Regions from separate parts of the Cricetulus griseus genome. Here region 1 is linked to region 2. The links are chromatin contacts, called in public Hi-C maps. All regions are on one chromosome and are shown on one strand. Each heading gives the region's core, a stretch centred on a gene start, on an enhancer-like site or on the middle of the called end of the contact. The rest is flanking DNA. Distances are from core to core; before and after follow the strand shown. Region 1 has its middle 15 kb from the start of Stard10. Region 2 holds the start of LOC113834881.

Region 1 (4,139 bases), core at 1,393-3,892, 73 kb after region 2:
TCTGTAATTTGCTTTTCCTTCCCAAGCCTCTGTGTCATCACCTTTAGAACATTTAAGCTCCTGTTGCATTTTTAAACCTTTCGAGATTGCCTCTCTTACCCAAGCTCCTGTATCTTGGACATTATAGTCAAGATTAGCTGTATGCAAGACCCACTCTTCCAGTGGTGCTGATCTGATCTTTAAAAATTCAGCGAACAGTTCTCTCAGTCCCTGTTCCACTTTGTTAAAGGGTTCTACTCTCTCTCTTGGTTCATGAACCTTATCCCAGGTATTCAAGGCTGCTGTCTGTGGGTCAGGGAAAACCACTGCAGAGGGCAAAACAACCTTAGGAAGGTCTTCCTGACATCTAAATGATGTAGGTGATTTTAACCCTCTTTGATGGCCTGTTATATTTATTTGAGAAGTATCAGATTCTGAAGTATCAGGTTGAAGGTTATCTAAGGCTTGCAATCTGTTTACTATTTTTACTCTGATTGTTTGAACTTCCTGGATCATATAAGTTTCTAAGGCTTTCATAGAATCGGTAATTTTTTTGTTTTGTTCATTTACATATGTTTCTAAACATTTGATGCTCTCATCCTGAGATAGTATCTGAATGGCATGTAAATTGCCTCCAGAAGCTGTGTTTTACCTGCTAGTTGGTGAATATCCTCTGACATGGAACAAGTTCTCTCTGTCAGGGTTCGAATTTGAGACTCCAGCATTGTTTTTACTAACAGAGTCATCAGACATGGATCGAGTTGTCTCTGCTAGTTAATATTGTCTTGATTTTTCCCTATTTTGGTCATTAAAGCAGCAGACATGGGACAAATTCTGCTTCCTATTTGGCCACGATTCTGTTCTATTTTTGTCGCTAATGTAGCATGGCCAGATTCAATATCCTCAACCTTTTTTCATAAGCATTCTATGTCTTCCATTTTAGAGATCATCACCTCCTGAATTTCCCTTTGTAATTTATCAATGGTTTGTACAAACTCCTTGTTCTTTGCTTTATTTTGAAATCCTCTCCTTAGGAATATTACATTGACCATAAAGCTGATCGTTAATATCAGTAAAACGGGCAAGTCATAAACCTCCTCTAACATCCTTTCCACACAAGAAGCAAAAAGATTCCTAATGTTCTGCATCGTAAGATTATTTGCTATTGTATAAAGTTTACCTGTATTGATTTCCCAGGACTAGGAGCTATGGTGTGGATTTTTCAGTCGCAGTAACTATGTTTGACCAGCAGGTGGCGCAGGTGTACCACAGAACACGTTTCAGGCGAGTAAGGTCGCTCTGTAGCGAGGTAATCTGAACATTTCTCAAAGGGGCTACTATAGGAGGTTAAAATGGATTTCGTTAAAAGAAGGGGTTTTGGAAACCAGCAGTGCAGTAGCCGGGCGGGTTGAGAGACTCGGTGGTGCAGCACTGCACAGGGCAGGAGGCGCTGTGTCTCCCTCGTGGCGGAGGCTTCAGGCGCACCAGGTATCGATGAAGATAAGGTGTTGCCAGAGACAGGTTTATAATGGTAGTTTATTTAGGAAAGGTACTCACGCAAGGACGGACACAGAAATACTTCCAGTCCGCGCAGAATAGCGAGAGCGAAAGAGAACCACGTGCTCGGACCCCTGCTTCTTAAAACTTTGACCCCGCCCAAGCTGGGGTTGTCAGAGGTATTAACTGTGACCCCGCCCAAGCAGGCGAGGTCATCAGTCCCTCTGCTCAGGCTTTCTCCATACAGTTGGGTCATGAGACAAACCTTGACTCCTCCAAGGCTTTCTGGAACAGCAGGTGCGTTCGTTCCAACATCCAACTATTCCTTGGGGTTCGAGAAAGAGCTCCAGGCCAAAGGCAGACCGGCGGGGCTCTAGCCCTTGCTCACACAGTGACCTGTGGAAGCTCCAGGCCTCTGTGGTGCCCTTAGGTTTGCAATGTGCAGAAAGAGGAAATGTGTCTCTCTGCCTGCAATCAACTGCCTGTAATAATCTTCCACTTTTACACATAGCTTGGGAGTCTGAAAAGTCATTTACATCTTTGGATCTCATTTGATCCTCCCCACAGGCTGGTTCCTCTATAAAATGTTAGAAAGCTTAGGTTCCCCAGGAAGCAATTTACCCAAGGCCACATGGCAAGTCAAAAGTGGACTAGTTCTGGAAGCCTTCTCTAGTTCTTTATGTTCTTTGCAAAAGTCCTTTGAGAGGATCAAGGAAAGGAGGGGGCTGTGTTTTGCAGACAATAAAAGGACCACGGATAGAGGACAGTTCCGTTACTACTCATTGCTGTTATCTTTGCTCAGGCGCCCCCGCGCGTCTAACAAGAGGAAATCCCACTGCGCAGGCGCCTTTTGGTGTTTACCGAGGCCGCGAGGCCCGCAGTAGCTCATGCGCTTTTCACCAAGCACGCCCTGAGCCCGAGGATACTAGAAGCGACGCCGGAGCCTCTTAAGCGTTTGGGAGGTGTGCTACCGCGGTCTTTGGGAGGCTTCCCGCTGGTCTAGGCGTCTTCACAGTCTTGGAGCATCAAGAGGCAGCGAGGTCGCCGCCCTGTGAAGCGTCGGGTGCCAATTCAACTAACTACCGCGGCGGAACGAGCGCCGAAGCAGTGGAGCGCAGGGGTTTGGGCGCTGTACTCCCTAGCAGCCTTGGGGTTGGAGCACTGCAAAGACTACATTTCCCGAAAGCCCCTGTAGAAGGGCATGTTGGGAGTTGGAGTTTGGAGACAGTGGAGGGCTTTTGCTAGAGGGGTTAGGCAGTGAGGCCAGGGCTCTAATCCAGGGGTGGTTGATTCTAAGGACATGTAAATTACATAGTAGCTAGCTTGTGACTTAGAATACTAAGTTGTCTGTATCTTCCACTCCGTTTGTCAGCACTCAGATCACCATTCGGACTCTTCTGCTGTTAAATCCAACGTGTGTGTGTGTGTGTGTGTGTGTGTGTGTGTGTGTGTGTGTGTGTGTGTGTGTGGGAGGGACTCTTCTATCCTACTGCTATTAAATCCAACGTGAGTGTGTGTGTGTGTCCCAAGTGCTGTGATTGCAGGTCTGTGCCAGTAAGTCCAGATTAAATAGAACTTTGTACCATGATGAGAATGTTTGCCTGCACAGTCCAATACTGTTGCCATTGTGTGGCTGTTTAACACATGGATAAATTGCATGAAAGAATTAAAACTATTAGACGGCTTTGGTGGCTCACACCTGTAATTCCAGCTTGGAGATGGGAGGGACATGAATCTGAAGTCAAACTGGGCTCCATAGTGGGAACTCAGTGGTAAAGTATTTGCCTAGCAGACACAAGTCCCTATATTCAATACCCAGCAGGCCCTGGGTAAGGACACACACCATCCTATTCGAATGGTTTTTTGTTGATTTTGCTTGTTTCTGGCTTTTCGAGACTGGGTTTCTTCTTGGTGTGTGTGTGTGGGGAGGGGGTGCTGGGTTTTTTTTTTTTTTTTTTTTTTTTTTGGTTTCTTTGTGGCTTTGGAAGCTATCCTGGAACTAGCTCTTGTAGACCAGGCTAGTCTCAAACTCACAGAGATCTGCCTTCCTCTGCCTCCCGAGGGCTGGGACTAAAGGTGTGAACCACCAACCCCCGGCTCGAATATAATTTTTCTTTTTTTTGGGGGGGTGGTTTCGAGACAAGGTTTCTCTGTGGCTTTGGAGGCTGACCTGGAACTATCGAATATAATTTTTTTAATGTGATTAGTTTTAACTAATTTAAATGGCTGCCTTCTGGGTCTGGCTACTTTACTGGACAGCTCCATAAATGAAACCTGTCGCTGTCTTCATTATATGGTGGTTTCACCTCACTTTGTGAGGCCCACACTTTGGTTTCTTCTTACTCACTTCCGTCTTCCTCCATTGTTCTTCCCTTGCAAACTAAAAATTAGTTTGGATTGTAAAAATCTTCCCTACTGTTCATTAGGCTGGAATAACAGGAACAGAGAAGGCCAGCTGTAAAATTAACAGGAAATAGTACTTTCCCCAGGACATGCTGCAGCTATAAAAATGTTCTAATGACATCTTGCTTTGAGTAACAATTCATTTCTTACCAACCCAGCAGGCTCATTTTCTGAAATCATAGGCTATCAGGAACTTTGCTGCTATTGGAAATGATATGGCCAAAACTGAAAGTCTTGCCTGGGGATCTGAGTCACAGAGT
Region 2 (4,100 bases), core at 1,228-3,727:
CCCACCCCTACTGTGGGCTTTCCCTCATGCCTCAGGCTTTGTTGGGGCTTCCTTGGGGCTCCCCCACTCTCCATACTACTTCTTTATTTTTAAGATTTACTTATTTGTTTATGTGTAAGTGTGTATGTAAATGCACTGCCTACATTCAGGCGCCCACAGATGTCAAAAAAGGCACCAGATCCCCTGGAACTGACATTACAGATTGTTTGTGAGCTACTATGTAAGTCCTAAGAATTGAACCCGGGTCCTGTGGAACGGCAGTCAGTGCTCTCAAGCACTGAGCCATTTCTGCAGACCACCACCATACTTCCGGTCACTCTGCATGGCTATATCCTTCAGTGTTGAGTTCCCTGAGATGACCTCAGAGAACAAAGGATCCAGGCTATGTCCCACCCCAGCATTAGAACCTTCCCCCTAAAATGCTACATGGACCTTAGAGGGACCCAGGCCAATCCTAGGACTCTCACCAGCACAGCTGCAAGAGGCGCCAGGCCCAGTTATCTGGAGACATTAGTCTCCAGTGGTAAACTTTCCCAGCTGCCCACTTCCTCCTCAGCAGCTGGCCCAGTCCTGCACTCCTTGCTTCCCCCATGCTGCTTCTGTCCCTCCTCCACCTCAGTGCTGGTGCTGCTGCAAAGCCCTAGCTATGCCCCACTCACTTCTGCCCAGGCCACAGTGGACCAAGTTCTTGCAGACTCCCTTTGCTAGAATGGACATCTGCAGCCTACATGTCACTTAACACAAAGGGCTGTCCTGAACAGCCACACTGCCAGCATCCTGCTCTAGGCTGCAGCCCCCAAATGCACCCCCAATAGCACCCGATTCGAGTTCAGCACACAACTAAGGCCCCACAGCCCAGGGCACTTCTTCCTGGACCAGGGGCTCCCCTTGCTAAGTGACACTGTGGGTCAGGCTTCTGCTGGGGCTTTCTACATGGAATGACCACAAACCATCGATTCCCTTGTGCTTAAAACACACTTCGCCCTCCAGGAAACCCACCCATGCATTCCCCCTCCTTTAGCTCACACAGTCCACAGGGCCCTCCATACCACTCCACTGCCTGACCCCTGCTGAGCTGCCTGCTCCACAGACAGTCCTGTTGTGGTGAGCCAGAGGCGCATAGCATCTATCTGCCAGTCTTCTCTGTGAACCTCCTGGGTTTGGTCCTACTTTCTCCCTGAGGACAGGAAGACCAGGTCATCTCTTGGTGAGCTTTCAGACAGTTTCAGGATCCCTCCCCCACTGCTTCTCGTGCCCAGTCCACAGTAGAGGCCATTCTGTGCTCCTAGTGACCCGAAGGGTGCTGGGTTCATTAGGGATTCCTTGTAACTAGAAGGAGGGGAGGTCAACTTCATACTCAACATTTACCTACCAATTAACAACCCTGCCAGGCAGGGGAGGAACCAGACAAACAAAGTGCCAGCCCTCTCTGCAGGTAGGTCCCTGTCGCCTTGGGCTGGGGGCAAGGGGTTTAGACACATGCAATCTTGAATTTGACAATGCAACAAGCTAACCTAAATCTCCCCAAGGGAATTTCTAGATGGTACAGGGAACTCGAAATTAATGGCAGAATAGAACAAGCACCAGAGGCCCAAAGATAGACACACAAACACACACACACACACACACACACACACACACACACACACACACACACAAACACACAATAGAAATTAGGTACTGGGGTCCCCAGTGGATCCAGGAGAGGCTGATGGGGAGACACTGACCTGGAAAACCCAGAGAAAAGGAAGGAGGGATGTGGTAGAAAAGGACAGTTAAAAAAAAAAAAAAAAAAAAAAACTGGGGCAGTGGAGAAAGTAAAAGAAAATTCTGAGCAAGCCAAGAGGCAGCAGAGCACCCTGGAAAAGCAGCTTAGAAAGTGGACAGCCAGACAAAGAGGCACTCTTGTCCTCCCAGCCCTCCCACCTGCCCAACACCCTAGCCGGGACTTCCCCTCACTCACCCTCAGAGGCCTGCTGAATCCCCGGCCTAAGAACTCAGGCTCCAGCCAGGTGGACCAGTGCCTGCCAAGGTGGCCTGTGTCTGCCCCTGGAAGCCTATGTGGGCGCAGGCTGGCCTTGTGGCACGAGTCCCTGTTGCCAGCCGTGCCTGTGTCCTGCTCCCTTGGAGGTATGAATCCCAGGTATGTCTTTGCACACCTATAGGTGGTGTCTCTGAATGTGTGTAAATCAATTCTATAAGTGTGTGTGTTTCTGAATATAATCATAAATCTGTTGTGTGTGTGTGTGAGAGAGAGAGAGAGAAAGAGAGAGAGAGAGAGAGAGAGAGAGAGAGAGTGTGTGTGTGTGTGTGTGTGTGTGTGTGTGTGTGTGTGTGTGTTTGTGTCCAGCTCTAGTCTCTGCTTCCTGCTCTCCGTCTCTCCTATCCCCACCCCCTTCAGGCTGGGCCAACACACTTCCTGAAAGCACTAAGAGAGAGAAAAGTCACCCATAATCCCCTGGGGCAGTACTTCCTCCCCGCCCCTCAGGCCACACCAGTACCGTCTAAACTAAAATGGGACAACTAGCCCTGTCTGTTGGTCCCCTGAGGCCTCACAGGGTGAATGTCCAGAAAGCCCTGATTCTGGCTAGCCCTTACGGTGGATTTCCTAGACCCCACCCGCTGCAGGATGCCCAAAGAAGCTGCAAAATAGGCTCTCTGAAGGGAAGGATTTCTGCCCCAGCAACAGGTGATCAGCCTCCAGGAAGGCCAAGGATTGGCTGGGCTGCAAAGCATTCAAAACACAAAAGGGAAACCTCGCAAGGTATGACTCCAGCCAGTAGCTGCCCACTCTGGGCAAATATTTCCTTTCCCTCAAATATCTCAAGGCATCCAAGTGCCAGAGAAGGAAACTGAGACCCACAGAGAGTTGGAAGGGGCTATGTAGAGTGACTTTGGGACCCTTGATCAGAAACGATTCCACGGTGACTCAGAGATGTGAGTCCTGAGGGGTTTGTCTGACACCTGGCGGACAGGGACATGGTCCAGAGGCAGGATCTGAATGCTGGTTCCCCCTCCAGGGCTGAATATCTTTGGGCCCCCAGCCAGTTCACAGCCACAAGCTGAAATACCAGACTATATCACAGCTACAGAGGTAAAGTGGGGTCTTCTCAGGCCACATGTGAGCCTGGCCCTCAACCTGGCCAGGCAGAAAGGAGGGAGCCCCACCCTTGCTTGTTTTGTGGTGTGCTTACACCTTTCCCTGTAGCCTTGGATCCTATCAACTCCTCACTTCCCTCCAGCTCCTCTGACAATATCTCCTTCCCTGGGATGACATGAATTAGAGAGAAGGATCGGCGTGATGAGCTCAGGGTCCTTTAGTCTATGGCTAGTACAGGCTGAGGCCTGCTCACATCATTGCCAGGCACCTAAGCTCAGCACCTGCAGTGTGAAAGCTCCTGGCAGCACTGACCTTTAACCTCCATGACATGTACAAAGGGCCTATTAGATTCCCAACCTTGCCGGAGTTCGAGGATTCAAGGGTAAAGGAAACTGACAAAGATCCCGTACTCTAGGAGAGCTGACAGTCTAACAGGCTCAGGCTCTTGGCAGCATATGTACACACATATGTGCACAGTGACTCACACTTGACAGTACACAAACAATAAATGTGCCAATTCACTTACCCAAACAGCATCTGCACACTATTAACAGCGCAAGCTAGCACTGCAACCCCCACAGCAGCAGTACCCAGGGGCACAAGCATGTGTATACTCAGCCCTGATGAGCTCACACATCCAGGGCCTGTCACCACTGAAACTGCACAGGTCCCCTGCACCCTGCACCTATTAGGATCAAGCATGGCTACCTTCAGATCCAGCACAGACATGCAAGTACACAGATGTGCCACAACCCTGACAGCTGGCCAAACGTGCATGTGTATATCTACACATGCAGTATACAGACAGGCAGACAGTCTAAACACCCATACACATGAGATAAAAATAAAAGTAAAAATAAACCCAAAGACTTTGTATATCCATGAGCTGAGGACTGCAGACGACTCCTAATGCTACATTCCAGGGCACAGGACACCAGGATTGGCACCACTCTTCCCTAAGGGATGGTCCCAAACTGTGGGGATCAAAGAAGGTTCTTTG

Evidence for each region. Hi-C and Micro-C count contacts between places; a contact is called where the count stands out from the background.
Region 1: a contact with region 2 is called in a Hi-C map of the CHO-K1 cell line, with 4 times the contacts expected there. The contact joins the enhancer-like site here to the promoter of LOC113834881 in region 2. A contact is called at or near these places in 3 of 8 Hi-C or Micro-C datasets (the CHL-YN cell line, the CHO-K1 cell line and fibroblasts).

The regions. Positions count from the first base shown.
Region 1 is chr3:98,190,894-98,195,032 of CriGri-PICRH-1.0, forward strand. No RefSeq gene overlaps it. Among named protein-coding and RNA genes, the nearest start is that of Stard10, 15 kb to the left of the region's middle. Within about 2 kb of position 2,643, at least 6 of the 6 cell types and tissues checked have open chromatin away from gene starts, as enhancers often do. A contact at or near this core is called in the CHO-K1 cell line and fibroblasts, where this site is marked.
Region 2 is chr3:98,117,969-98,122,068 of CriGri-PICRH-1.0, forward strand. LOC113834881 reads left to right here and starts at 2,478. Exons shown (of 3, transcript XM_035442343.1): 1 at 2,478-2,764. The coding sequence starts at 2,515. The region is part of intron 3 of Arap1 (arf-GAP with Rho-GAP domain, ANK repeat and PH domain-containing protein 1); the gene reads right to left.